Regions from separate parts of the Mus musculus genome. Here regions 1, 2 and 3 are each linked to region 4. Evidence: chromatin contacts called from public HiChIP or PLAC-seq data. All regions are on one chromosome and are shown on one strand. Each heading gives the region's core, a stretch centred on a gene start, on an enhancer-like site or on the middle of the called end of the contact. The rest is flanking DNA. Distances are from core to core; before and after follow the strand shown. Region 1 has its middle 25 kb from the start of Mir29b-1. Region 2 has its middle 3.7 kb from the start of Mir29b-1. Region 3 overlaps Lncpint (long non-protein coding RNA, Trp53 induced transcript). Region 4 overlaps Podxl (podocalyxin-like).

Evidence for each region. HiChIP or PLAC-seq counts read pairs in DNA pulled down with a chosen protein or histone mark.
Region 1: a contact with region 4 is called in a FOXA1 HiChIP or PLAC-seq map of pancreatic cancer cells. The contact joins two enhancer-like sites. A contact is called at or near these places in 1 of 15 datasets of contacts at CTCF or cohesin (embryonic stem cells), 16 of 484 Hi-C or Micro-C datasets (the G1E-ER4 cell line, the HL-1 cell line, the N1E-115 cell line and 3 more) and 3 of 115 datasets of contacts at active chromatin or transcription factors (extraembryonic endoderm stem cells, heart atrium and pancreatic cancer cells).
Region 2: an HNF4G HiChIP or PLAC-seq map of pancreatic cancer cells shows a contact between it and region 4. The contact joins two enhancer-like sites. A contact is called at or near these places in 2 of 39 promoter capture datasets (embryonic stem cells and stem cell-derived epiblast-like cells), 1 of 15 datasets of contacts at CTCF or cohesin (embryonic stem cells), 17 of 484 Hi-C or Micro-C datasets (the G1E-ER4 cell line, the HL-1 cell line, the N1E-115 cell line and 4 more) and 2 of 115 datasets of contacts at active chromatin or transcription factors (the NIH/3T3 cell line and pancreatic cancer cells).
Region 3: an HNF4G HiChIP or PLAC-seq map of pancreatic cancer cells shows a contact between it and region 4. The contact joins two enhancer-like sites. A contact is called at or near these places in 2 of 115 datasets of contacts at active chromatin or transcription factors (fibro-adipogenic progenitors and pancreatic cancer cells).

The regions. Positions count from the first base shown.
Region 1 is chr6:31,086,328-31,089,589 of GRCm38.p6, reverse strand. No RefSeq gene overlaps it. Among named protein-coding and RNA genes, the nearest start is that of Mir29b-1, 25 kb to the right of the region's middle. Within about 2 kb of position 1,404, at least 182 of the 459 cell types and tissues checked have an H3K27ac peak or open chromatin away from gene starts, as enhancers often do. A contact at or near this core is called in the G1E-ER4 cell line, the HL-1 cell line, the N1E-115 cell line and 1 more, where this site is marked.
Region 2 is chr6:31,065,311-31,068,358 of GRCm38.p6, reverse strand. No RefSeq gene overlaps it. Among named protein-coding and RNA genes, the nearest start is that of Mir29b-1, 3.7 kb to the right of the region's middle. Within about 2 kb of position 1,333, at least 33 of the 459 cell types and tissues checked have an H3K27ac peak or open chromatin away from gene starts, as enhancers often do. A contact at or near this core is called in the N1E-115 cell line and pancreatic cancer cells, where this site is marked.
Region 3 is chr6:31,158,103-31,161,312 of GRCm38.p6, reverse strand. All of the region lies in intron 2 of Lncpint (long non-protein coding RNA, Trp53 induced transcript), which reads left to right. Among named protein-coding and RNA genes, the nearest start is that of Lncpint, 59 kb to the left of the region's middle. Within about 2 kb of position 1,857, at least 76 of the 459 cell types and tissues checked have an H3K27ac peak or open chromatin away from gene starts, as enhancers often do. A contact at or near this core is called in pancreatic cancer cells, where this site is marked.
Region 4 is chr6:31,516,550-31,519,619 of GRCm38.p6, reverse strand. It overlaps Podxl (podocalyxin-like), which reads left to right. Exons shown (of 8, transcript NM_013723.3): 8 at 1-127. It also overlaps a transcript of Mkln1 not described here. Among named protein-coding and RNA genes, the nearest start is that of Podxl, 46 kb to the left of the region's middle. Within about 2 kb of position 1,414, at least 124 of the 459 cell types and tissues checked have an H3K27ac peak or open chromatin away from gene starts, as enhancers often do. A contact at or near this core is called in the G1E-ER4 cell line, the HL-1 cell line, the N1E-115 cell line and 1 more, where this site is marked.

The DNA of each region.
Region 1 (3,262 bases), core at 155-2,654, 430 kb after region 4:
CTTCCCCATGCATCTGAGCAGCCTGCCGTCAGGAGCTCCTATACCCTTCTTCCTGGCATAAACTAATAGGTTTGGCAAAACACCAAACACCATACTTCAATGGCAGCTTCAAAGGACACCTTAGTGTTGGATGACGTGTGCGCTGCTGTTAACGTGACTGTCCCATAAACGGCTCTGAAAATGGTTCCTTCTACGAACCTAGGGAGTGGCAGTAGACTCTGTTTAATGCCATCTGGGAGGAAAGAGGATTTCATGTTTGAAATTTGGGAATAAACAAAACCAACTTTCTCTCTCCTGCAAGGGTTAATGCTCCAGTCAGCTTCAGATGGGTTCTCTTGAGTCTTACAATTGCTTTTCTGGTCACGCACTCAGAAGGTCTAAGCATTTGTGGATCTCACCCTCCACCCCCACCCCAAATGCTATTCTCTTTGGCAGTCTTAATTACACAGGGGTTGGGAAACCAAATTAAAACTAGGCGTGGCTGGGTAAACAGCGATCACATTGCAGGCTTTTAGCTTTGCTCTTGGGGCTGTCTCTCCTTCCCGTAGCTCTGCTTTGCACTTCGTATTTTCCTGAAGGAAATAGCATGGGGTCTTTTGGAAATAGTCACAGGAAGTGGGACTCGGTGGCTGGTTACTCACCAGCCGCGGAGTCAGTCCTGACAGGTGGCAAATGCTGCTGCCTCCCTCCTGATTTATGTGAAAATAGCCCCGAGAGGCAGCCATGAGGGTGGGTGCACAGCCCAAAGGGCTTTTTGTCCACCGTGGCTTTCACGAGGAGACTGGTCATGGCGTGTCATCTGGATTGGGGGGGGGGGTGTGACTCAGAGCTGAGCTGGGGTCGCTCCACACACGTGGTAGCCACCGTGGGGTTTCTGCTCAGTTCTCAGAGTGCAGGCGGTCTCCTAAAAATGATCTCTCCCTCCCACCCCCAACAGCCGTCCTTTCTCAGTGAGTCACTTCCAGAAATGAATAGCCGCAGATTTTGGAATGAGCATTGTGAAATCTCTCGTTTATAATGGCAGGTTTTCAGTTGGTGGCTTGATCAGACATTTTCTCAAGATGAAAATGAGACCTTGTCTTTAAAAAGAAAAGAAAGTAAGTAAGCCCTGTGGATTCAGAAAGCAAAAGTCTCCCACTGAAGAGCTGTCACAGCTGACCTAGCCCTGTGTGTCGAGCTGTGTGTCCTTAGATCTGCCTGTTTGGATGAGTTCTTGGAATTACGGACCTCTCAGCAGTAGTAGCTGGTGGTTTCCAATGCAGAAGGTTACTATTTGAATCAGCTCTCCTCTGGGTGAGTAGGTGGTAGTTTCCCAAGGTGTTCAGCAACTTGAGCCGTGGATTTAAAAGACTGCTGGCAGCTCTTACACACTTCTGCTTCCTGAAGCCCAGTGGATGGTTCTGCCGAGCAGCAGGAGGACCCTGGGGTGTGTTTGAACAGTGTGGATGATTGAATTACCACTCTGTCTTCTGAATATGGAGATCTTTTGAGGAGGAGAAGGTATTTTTGCAGAAGGAAGTGGTTTTATTTGTTTTAGGGGGAGCTTTCAGAGGGGTAACTATTGGGTTTCTGTTTTAAGCACTAAGACCCTTCTTTGGTGTGAAGGAGATAAATGACTTAGGGTCTTAACAGAGAAGTTTTTCTGTAACTCTGAGGAAGCTGTATGGCACTACTAGCAGTAGCCTCTGTCCAAGGAGGATGCTAACCCCAGCAGAGACTGACTATCTGACAGTACCCACTCTGGGTCTGCCAGGCCCCATGGGCTCCTGGGTTAGTGGGAGCACTTTGTGCAGGGCAGAGAGAATGAGCCCAGTTACTGGAAGCGGGGAGTGTAGCTGCAGGGATTGTTCTCTCAAGTGGATCAGTTGTTTGACCTACTGACTCATTTCGTAGGAATTGGGAAAACAACCTAATGTGGTTTTATTGTCGCTGTTCAGGACTGCAGGGTCTCAGCCTGGGATTGTGATGGGCTGGAGGAAGGTGCTGCTAGCATTCATGCTTTCTGCTGGCCCGCTCTTGGCTCTCCTGTGGAATTCAGTCCTCTGCTTCCAGGACAAGCCCAGCCTGCACTTGGGGATCCTTGGGTGACCGTTCAACCGTGAGTATTTTTTTTGAAGCTCACTGATTCTTGCTTAAAAACTTATAAATGGCATTTCATCAAAGGAAGAGCTTCAAAGAACTATCTTTGCTGGTTGTCGTGTGTGTAACACATTTCACATTTACTATGAAGAGGACTCTGTGTGTGATCCTGACTACAGAAGCACACATGACCTACAGATAACCATGGGAGCTAAGAATTAAGATTTTTTTGTTTGTTTTTATAGCATATACATAAAAATGAAGTTGTAGTTTTATTATTTAAAGCGAAACGTGAGGTAGATCCGTAAGATGCACATTTGAGGAAGTGACATGTCTGTGTGCAGAGACTTGTGATTCCTGGTGCTTTTCTTTCTCACCAGTGCTAGTAAATAAACCTCAGAAGAGAACAAAGAAAGTGCTTTGGTCCCGTGTAAGAGCAGACTTAGAGAAGATAGCCCTGAAGATGTGTATGCTACTCTCTGGGTTAGCTGTGCTGACTGCCTCCTCCTGATCCCATGTCCAGATCATATCCTTAATTAGTGTAAGGGATGCTTGTTAGGTGACGGCTGTGGGCGTTCTTACTCTCCCACCAAGGGGCTGAGTAGAGGGTACAGTCTATTGGGTCATGTCTGTTTAGTATACTGTTATGTCCTAACGCTGCAGAGTTAGAGTTATCAATCTGTTCTAGATTCTAGCCCTCCCTCCCCACCCCCCACCCCAAGATGCTGATAGAAGCCACGAATCCTTTAACCACGTCATTACACTTTTGCTTGCACATGGAGGCATCCACAGAAATGGAGACCCCTCTCCAGATGCAGCAGGTATAGGAGGCTGGGTTGCACTCTCAGGGGGTTGGGGGGGGGGGGGCTTACCCTTCTGGGCAGTTAGACTTCCCAAAGAACTGCTGTTAAAAGCAGGAAACAGCCAGGCCAGAAGTCACTCCATGTGGCTGCTGGGTGGAAATACAGAGCCAGAGGAAAAGACACAAGGGTGGAGAACACACGACTAAGTAAGTAATAGAGAGTGGTTGATACCCTCAGGATGGTCACGTGTGGAGCCCAGAATCCCTGTCCGATTAGCCAGGCGCATCTATAAAGGAGTATGACTTTGGGTAGAGAGCTAAGGATTCATAACCACTTTTTGTGTGTGCCACCAAATCAGGTAGGGTCACTTGAACTTGAAG
Region 2 (3,048 bases), core at 84-2,583, 450 kb after region 4:
AGCGAGGTGCTGTCTTCTCCCTGGAGTTGGGTACATTGTGAGCCTCGCTGCAGTTCTGCCCTTAGATGGAACTTTTGTGTGAGGAAACTCACAGACTCCTGCAGGTTTCTTCACTGCAGAAACTGGGTGTGTAACCCACCGCCAACCAAGCTATAGGGCGGTGGCCATTGGGCTCCCAGGTTCTCTGGGGGAAGAGGGTGAATTATAGCTACTCTGTAATTAGGCTTTCTCAAACACTGACCTGGGAGGCTCTTCGCCAGCCTAAATGCAGTAAGCCACTTTCTAAACACTTCCGCTGCGCCTGTGATCTGATGGGGACCCTGATACTGCTTAAAGCACTGGCCCCGCTCCTTAGGCCTGTGGCCACACAAGTTTGGGAAGCTGCTAGTACTTTATGGTGCCACGGCTTTACTGCTGCACTTTGGATTTCACCTTGTGTGGGTCTTGACACATCTTCCTCCTCCTCCTCCTCCTCCTCCCTACCTTAATCCTGAACCTGGGTTCCCCGCCCCAAAGGCTGTTAACACAGACTGTAACATAATCACGGCTGCTTCTCACTATTTCTTTTACCAGTCACCATCTTCAGATGTTAATCCCAGTGCCCAGTGATCTTCCCGACAGACGCTCCATTCTTGTTTGGAAATTACGTTGAAGGGCGTGAACTACAAGAGGAATGGACTTTGGACATTGTGAGAGTAGTGGATAGAATGGAGGGTTGTCGTGTTAAGTCAAACAAGCCAGACTCAGGACAACTTGTACTGCATGTTCCCTGCCATATAAGGAATCTCAAGTGAAAAGCAAAACTCAACAGTGGGATGTGGTAGTGTACATCTTTAAGCCCAGCCACTGGGGAAGCTGAGGCAGGTGGATCTTGTGCATTGTAGGTCAGTTTGGTCTCCAGAGCCAAGTTCCAGGTCAGCTAGGAGTCCACAGGGAAACCCTGTCTGGGCTATCCAAAACAAGCAAGCAAACCAAGATCCAATGCACACATTTACACAGGAGACACAGAACGAGAAAGGGAGCGTTTGGGAAGGGGATGTGGAAGGGGGAGGGGTGGGTGGTGAGCACTGGCCACATACTCATTACTTGTGTGGAGATGGCATGATGAAGCCTGACATTTGGATAATGAAACATGGTAATAGTAAAAAGAAAATGGCACTTGGCCCTCATGTGGTCTGCAGATAGTATTCTTTTCCAAGCTGACCCGCTCACAGACCTGGCCCACACCATCCTGGTTCGAGGATCAGCTTTGAGGCCTCTGCTGTTCCAGGCTCCCTGAGGGGCATTGCAGTCATTAACTTGGACATCGCAGTGGTTAGAATCTTGACTGCTGAGTCACTGGGCTTCTCTTTGTTGAGTTGTTAAATCTCTTGTAAACCATCCTGTGTGGGCCTGCTGGGACAGCATTCCCAGTTTGTTAACCTGAGTGATCAATATTTTGGAAATGGCACCGCCTACGCCCTTGGCTTCTTGTCTGATGAAAGGTACCTCTGGCTTAAAGTTAGACCACATAGGAAAGAGTAGAATGATGTAGTTTGAGTTCCATAATTGCCCTCTGCCTGGCTGTAGAGTGAGCAAAAAGGATTGTTCTCAAAGACAAGTGTAATGTCCGCCCTCTGTGGGCCTTCTGCAGCCTGCATTGCTAAAGCCTTAGGGCTTACCAATTCCCCTTGAAAATAGACCTTCTCCTACCCTGTGCAAGACACCTTCATTCTTGCTCTGGTTGGATCTACAGGTTTATAGCATGCTGCAGCTCCTACACCAGCTTGCACAGTACACCTCGCTGCTGTGCCAAGTGGAAGGCCAAGGGCCGTGCTCCTTAGTCATAACCACCCCAGTGTCGCCAAATGCAGGTAGCCAATCCACAGCAGTGCCTGCGGAAGGAAGTAATAAATGTCTCTCACTGGACAGCAGAGAGAAGGGACCTTTTGAAAGTGTCTGAGTAGAGAACCCCACGTCCGTGGGATACACCCTGAGGTTCGTGTGTCACCGAAATACCACATACTGCTCCTCTCACGAAGGCTCTCTGCAGCGTGTCTGTCCCTGGAAAATGCTTGTAGCAGGTTGTCTTTGTGGCCCTGTAGAAGTTGAGGTGCATGCTTGCAAATCACCCTTAAAGAGGTCTTGCTGTATTTTGTCCACGGTGAGTCTCCAGTGAGTTTTTAAGTGACCATCGGAGTTTGATAGCCACTCTTACACACCCAGCTGCCAGTTCACAACCAGGGAAGACCTACAGAAACCTGTGCTCACCAGCGACAGCACAGGTCCCGCGTGGAGGCCCTTGAATGGAGAAGTAATCAGAATATATTTGCAGGTGCTCATTCAAGTGTGCGGAGATGGGAGGCACAAGGCAAAGGTATCTTTTTTTGACACATCCGTGTATGCCTCTCACTTGTGAGCTGGACCTCTTAGCTGCATCCCTCTACTAAAATGCCAAAGGAAAGTTCCGTATTGCTCGTTCGATCATCTCATGTACTACCTGATTTAACCCTTACAAAGCTCGGCTCTTCTGGGTACGGCTTCCAGATGTGTGAGCACAGCTACTGCAGTGACACGTGTGGCCTGGCCCAGACACACCGGTTAGGCCTGCCGAGTCCTGGTGGCCCTAACGTTTTGAAGCTGTGTTCCTCAAGGGGTGCTGGTTCAGGATGTGATAGTTCTTGTGAAATCTCCAAGCCCCGAGGGAAGTTATCTTAATCCAGTTTGCTCAACACAAGAACAGACTGGCTTCTCACGTCACTGGGAGCAATACGCATCTACTGCAGGGCCTTTCCACACAGAGCCCTGCTGTGGGTTACTGACTCAGACCAGGCCCCGATTTCCCTATCAGATTTGACAGAAGTGCACAGGAAGGGCAGTGCGTTGAAGAGCAGCATGAAGCATGCAGGCTGGGTTGTGAAGCAGGCCCACATTTTCATGGCTGGTGAGCTGAGAGCTGCTTAGGGGTCTATCCTTGGAAGATAACTGTTTCTACTCATAGGGTGAAGAGTCTGCCAGCCCAGCGTGTGATCTGTGTATTGTAAGGTTTCTTATTTTTGTCCTTTCAGG
Region 3 (3,210 bases), core at 608-3,107, 360 kb after region 4:
TCTTACCTTCCCTCCCTGAGCCCTGGGACCGCAGGCAAGTGACACCACGTTCTGCCTTTTACAAGTCCTCGAGGATCAAGCCCAGGGCTTTGTGTTTGCTGTAGGTAAGCACTCTGCCCTCGGAGCTATATCCCCAGCCCTGCCTCTGGTAGATTCTCAAGTTAAAACACTGCCTGCCATCAGACATATGTGGTCAAGGATAAATGTACTAACGGCAGAGAGGACTGTTGAATTTAAGCTAGAAAGTGTATTGACAAAAACTTACCAAACAGAACATATTTATAACTCTGTGTGTTTAAGAAATATGTGATCTGGAAGGATTCAGAAAAGTGAGAGTAGTTCCATTGGGGGAAGGAAACGGGGAAGAGACAAATTTCTCTTTATGTTCCTTCCCCGCATTCCCTTCTAAATGCAACCTGTAAACCTGGGCTTCCTATGGCTTCCTATGGCTGTCACATGATCCTTCCAGAACCCTCCCAGTGCACAGTGGCCTGGGGCCAGCACACCTTTGCGTCTCAGAGTACTTACTGTACAGCAAGCAGTTAGAGCTATGCAGAACTGCTTTCTTCATATAACTTGTGTATTTGTGAGGAAAAATATTGTTAGCATTGAAATTTTTTTCCCAAGCAGCCATTCTTAGCACTTGCGGAAGACAGTGCAGGAGATGCTGATTGAAACCCATGGAAATAATTAGAGCAGAAAGACAAGGCTGACAAGAACTTATCCCAGGTCTGGGGCACCTTGCTTCAGCTTGCCTTTGAAGAAAATGAATGCGGTGTTAATTGCTGCTGGGTTGAATAGTGGTGACGGAGCCCATTTAGCACCGACCAACCGCCCGCCCGCCCACAGTGGAGAGCTCCCGAGAGGCAGGGAAATGGGAAGTGGAGACACCGATGCCCACCTCCACCCCTCCATAGCCCCATAGCTCAGATCACAGGAGACCACACCTGGGCTGGGGAGGGCAAGTGGGGGCGGGGGTGAAGTATCATTTTAAAAAAATGGCTTCCTGTAATTCTGCAGTATTAACTTTGCTGTTAAATTGAGTCAATAGGTGTGTACTCTGTTCAGGAAAGAGAACAGGGAAGACACTAGATATGAGGAAGGACACTGCGTACTGGCTAGCTTACTTAGAAAGGAAACTCTTGCTTGTCGTGGAACTTTAAGGGAGGCTTCCTCAGTGCCAGAGTAAATCTCACCACCACCGTGACTGCCACGGCAGCAGGGGTACCTAGCCACCAGGGTGTGGACCCTTCACATCCTGAAGGTGAGGCCACCGGATGGATGGAGAAGAATTGCTGCTACATTTTATCAGTGATCCCTCAGGCCAGTCCCTGGTGTCCCTAGTTCAGGACATCCGTGCCTTCCTCTCCTTCTTGTATTTTGTGTTATTCTATTTTGTATTTTGAGATAGGATCCCATCTTTTGTGTGTGGGAAGAGGGAAATAAATCATGTGACACCACCCCCCCCCCCTCCCAGCGGGGCCTTCAGGGACAAGTCTGCTTTGTGTTATCTTTTTGCCCGGTCTCCGTTCTGCCTCAAATGTGAGTGCCACTGTCTCAGGTTAGGTCACAGTGTTAGAACCACAGACGGGGGAACCTACTGGCTGTCCTGGGTTCCTGTAAACTAGGGGACAAAGCTGCCACAGCCAGACTTAGCTGCGATCATCGGCATCAGGTTCTTTTCCTGGGCAGGCTCTGCTTGACCTTGTTTAAAATGGCGCTCTCCTCCTCCTCCTCCTCGGATTAGGAGTCTGAAGTTGAAGAATGAGGAAACATGTTCAGTCCCTCCCAGGTGGAGCCAGCACGGCAGTCCATGGCAGTCCACGTGGCAGCCTCCCCGGCTTTATGTCCCTGAGCTCCGCCCTCACTTGTGTGTCGCTGTCTGACAACAGCCTTTTCGGCCCATGGTTTTGTATCTTTCACATTTGGCAGAGTCCCAGTTTTGTGGATTTTTTTTTCTCTTAAAGACATTGGGTTTTTCAGAGAAATTTCATCTGTGGCTTTTGAAAGTGACAAACAAGTTAACTGTATTTTAGTCAATAATTTTTATCAGAAAATCTTGCTCTTAATTTCAAAGAACCCGGCACCATGCATTTCCAGAACTTACTTTAGTTTAATAATGAAGACATTTCTGTGGAAAGAGCAGTTTAAAGTGAGAGGCTTTCTGAATTCTTTTGTTCTGTCTGTATTAGAAGAGATTTTCAAGAAATTGTGAGCTTTTTTTTTTTTTTTTTCCTTTTGGTTCTCTGTTCATAGCAAGGACTCCAGAACATAGGGGCATGCCGTGAGGCTAGAAGTTCTGTTTAGGTTGTCCAGAATGTAGAGGGCTGGAAAAGAGGCCTGCCATGGCTGCCTGCCAGGGCGGGGCAGCTGGCAGCTGACAGTGGAGAGCAGGTGCCCTGTGGGTCTGGGCCGTGTAGACAAGTAGTTGGCAACAAAACCTGAAGTGAAGAGGGGGCTCGTGATCTGCTGCCAAGGTTCCTGGTGGTGCCCAAGTGACCCTTCCAAATCCATCCGTTTTTGTTCTCTCTTGAGTGGAGCTCATAATTGCTTCCTTAGCACAGCAATCTCCCAGTGCAGTCCCCGGGCCAGGGCCACCAGAATACAAAGGAGACGAAACCATGGCCAGTGAGTTGGGAACTTTTGTTTTCTGTTCAGTATTTTAAAATCAACCCCACGTCCCCTCTGTGTGTGTGTGTGTGTGTGTGTGTGTGTGTGTGCGCGCGCGCGCATGCATGCATGCATGCATGCATGCATGCATGCTTGCACAAGTGTTAGTGGGGTCAGGGAATGACTTTATGTGGTGACTTCTTTCCTTCCACCTTCATGTGGGTTTCAAGGATGTACCTTAGGGCAGCATGGTGCATGGTAGTCAAGGGCCCTCACCACTGAGCTATCTTGCCAGCCTCCTTACTTAACCTGTATGTTCATTTGAAGTTCTGTGTCATACTACCTCCCCTGTAAGTTCCCAGTGCACACTTAGCACTTTGAAAGTCTGTGAAGTTGGGAAACTGATGGAATTTTGATCTGATTTTTGAAACACACTAAAACTAATAGCTGTTGAATCTGAAACAAGCAAAAACCCCCCTGGGGAATGACACAAACCTGTAACACCATCATCACAGGGACAGTGAGGCTGAGGCTATCACACTCAAGGCCAGAGTAGGCTGTGCGGAAAATGTTCTCTGAAAACAGTGGCAAAGCCCCTTA
Region 4 (3,070 bases), core at 165-2,664:
TATGTTGTAGTGGACAGGGGTCTAAAGTACACTGGAATTTATTGAGAGATTATAGTTAACTATTGCATTTTCTTATAAAGTCTATTTTGGAAAATTGTACACTGTCAATAAAAATGCTTTTGTGTAAGCTGGTTCAGGCCCTAGTGTTTTGCTTTGGCTTAAAATTCTCCACCTGAGCAGGGACATTAGCTCCTTCTCCTGTATAATTGGGCAGCATCCCCTGCTCTCATCAGCACCTGCAGCATTCCGCCAGTAGAGGGGGAAAGAGGAGATGCTGGAAGGAGTGGAGGACCGCAGGGCCAGCGCCTGAGAGGACCATGTTCCTTGCTGTGCAATGTTTACAAATTTGTCACCATCTAACACCCTTCTTACTTCTGCCTGGAGTGTAAAGATATGTGACCATCACCAATGAAAGATACCATGCCAGTTGGGTGTGAAAACACCACCAAGAGATAAAACCAAGCGCTAGAATCCAGCTCGGGTCTGCACAGAGAGGTGGTGCTTCCCCTCTCACCCAGTGAAGGATGGAGCTGATGGGCGTGAATGTGACACATCTCTCGGCCACATTACCAACAGCTACATTTTCTCAGGGCAAGAGAACCCTACGTACCAGCTTGAAGTAGGGAAAGGGAAAGGTCTGCCCTGCAGAGCTGGCCCATCTCTGCCTCCACCTCAGCAGTCATATGACATCTTCACCTCATTTATAGGAAACTCACCGTACTACGTGATAGACTGCAGACTTCCTCTCTTTGGCTCAGGCCCTGACTCCATCTTTTCTCTCTTCAGTGCCAGATTCTTTTCTCCATACCACCATCATGCCTGAATTCTAAAAACAAACTTCATTTCTGGATTACATCCACAGTTACCAGGATGTTTTGTTTTGTTTTGTTTTTTGGTTTTTTTTTTCCCCTTAATCTTTTGTGCACTAGTAGGCAAGTGACACCCAGAGGGGTAGGCCAGAGTTAGGGCCAGGGTATTTTGAGGTTAACCTCATGAGTATGCCAAAGACACAGAAAAGATCTAAATGCCAGGAACTCCCAAAGGACCATGGCCCTGCTCAGGCACTGTTCTAACAGTGACTCACAGTTTATCACAGCCCACAAGTTAGCTCTAAGGCTCCATTCTCTTCCGGAGTAGTCGCTGACCTGGCTCCTTGCCCTAACAATCTAGAGGTCCTCTTAGTTGATTTTTTTCAACCTATAAGCTCCCTCCCAAACCACCTCTCTTCTGAACCCAAAAGGAAAAAAGAAAGATAGGACAGGCAAACACTCAGGGGCATTTCTCAAACACTTCCTTTTAATGAAACCGACAGGAGTCTCTCAGACGATCTACTGCTAATATTTACTTGTACAGTTGAGACTGGTCAACATGTCCCAGTTTGTACAGTCTGTACACCGCTAAGCCTCCTCCTCTCTTGGATTCTGCCAATCATCAAGGCTTTCCAGCATAGTGGACAGATCCTGGCTCTTGTCTTCGCTGTTACTGACTGCCCTGCTTTTCCTGGCTGAGGGCACAGGACAGTTTCTGTGGCTATCCAAGGCACTGTGGAAAGGGCATCATGCTCAGCTGCCTCCCATCTCTTCTCTTCTGAAACAAAAACCGTGAAGGAGGGGACGCCTAATGAAGCGAGAGGAAAGAGCAGACAGCACACGCTGCAGCAGAGCCACCCTTTTCCAACTGAACCTTCCGAAGTTTGCTGTTTGTGGACATGACCAGTACTCCACTCCCCCACCCCACCCTCTGCCATGGCCTCTGGCTGTCAGTCCAGAGAGTACCCACAAAGCTGCCACTTGTGATCTGTAGGCCTGACCTCACTGGACAGGAGCAGCTGCCATCTTAAATGTGACAGGAGATGTGACAAATGTGTCAGCATGATCCCCATCTTGATCCCTTTAATTCTCAGGGGCATTAACCAAGGAAAGGGCAATTTCTTACCTTATCAGTGTACCTCATGTTTTCCTGTTTTGAGAACACAAAGAAATATTACTTCTGAGCCCTACTAAAGTATACCCTAGCAATGAAAGCACTGCAGGGAGAGGTTGATTTTAAGCCCTAAGCTGAGTACATACACCGCAGGCACATGAAGCCTGGCACATTTGAACTTTATCAGATGACAGGTGGAGAGACCTTGTTTTACAGCCCACCCCAACTTCTTAACCCTAACATCCCGCTTGGTAGAGTTCTGGACGTACTTTTTAGGTCTGGCCCTTAGCGCTTCTTTCTCCTCCACAGCCGAGACAGAAGCCTGGCCTGCTCTGACCCTGGAGGGCAGCAGCGCCTTCCTTTACTACTTTTCCTACGGCTCATTTTGTTTCAACCAAGTTGTCCTTGTCCTTTTAAACCAGTGTGACCAAAACCCAGGAAACAAGTTCAAATACACAAAAAGATTTTTTTGTTGATTGCAGACAGATTAATCCTCCCCCCCCCCCCCACCATGAAACGATTTACCAGGGTTTCTCAAAACTGGAAACTTCCCCAGAAAGTCTGCAGTACTCTGAGCAGTCTCAGGGGGAGCACCAAGGCCTGTGCGGCCCATCACCATCACCTCTGAAAGCTTGACTCACACACGGTAGGGTATATCATGTAGCTCAGGCTAGCCTCAACATCTCCATGTAGTTAGGCATGACCTTGAGTTACCCTACTCCCCTTCTATACACTGGGATTAGAGCCATGTGCACCCCACCCTGCAGTTTGTGAGTGGGGAACAAACCTAAAACCTCCTGCATGTTAGGCAAACATTCTACTGACCCCCCCCCCGCCCCCATAATGTAATTTAAAAAAAATTTCAAAGTAATTTTGGCAAACACGTGTCCATATGTAACTTTTTATTAAGAAAAGGAACAAAATACACTCTCCTTATGTACATACATACAACATAATTCTATAACTGCAGTTGTTTAGCAGTGATCACTCATTTACTTATTCACAGAGTTAGTGATAACACATACCAAACCTGGGGTCAGAAAATTACTTTTACCAGAAAGAAATCCTAGAAAGTCCACAAGGATTAGACAACAGCTAAACCAGAGGATGACGCTAGCCTGGGGATGGGGAAGATCGCAGAGCTCGA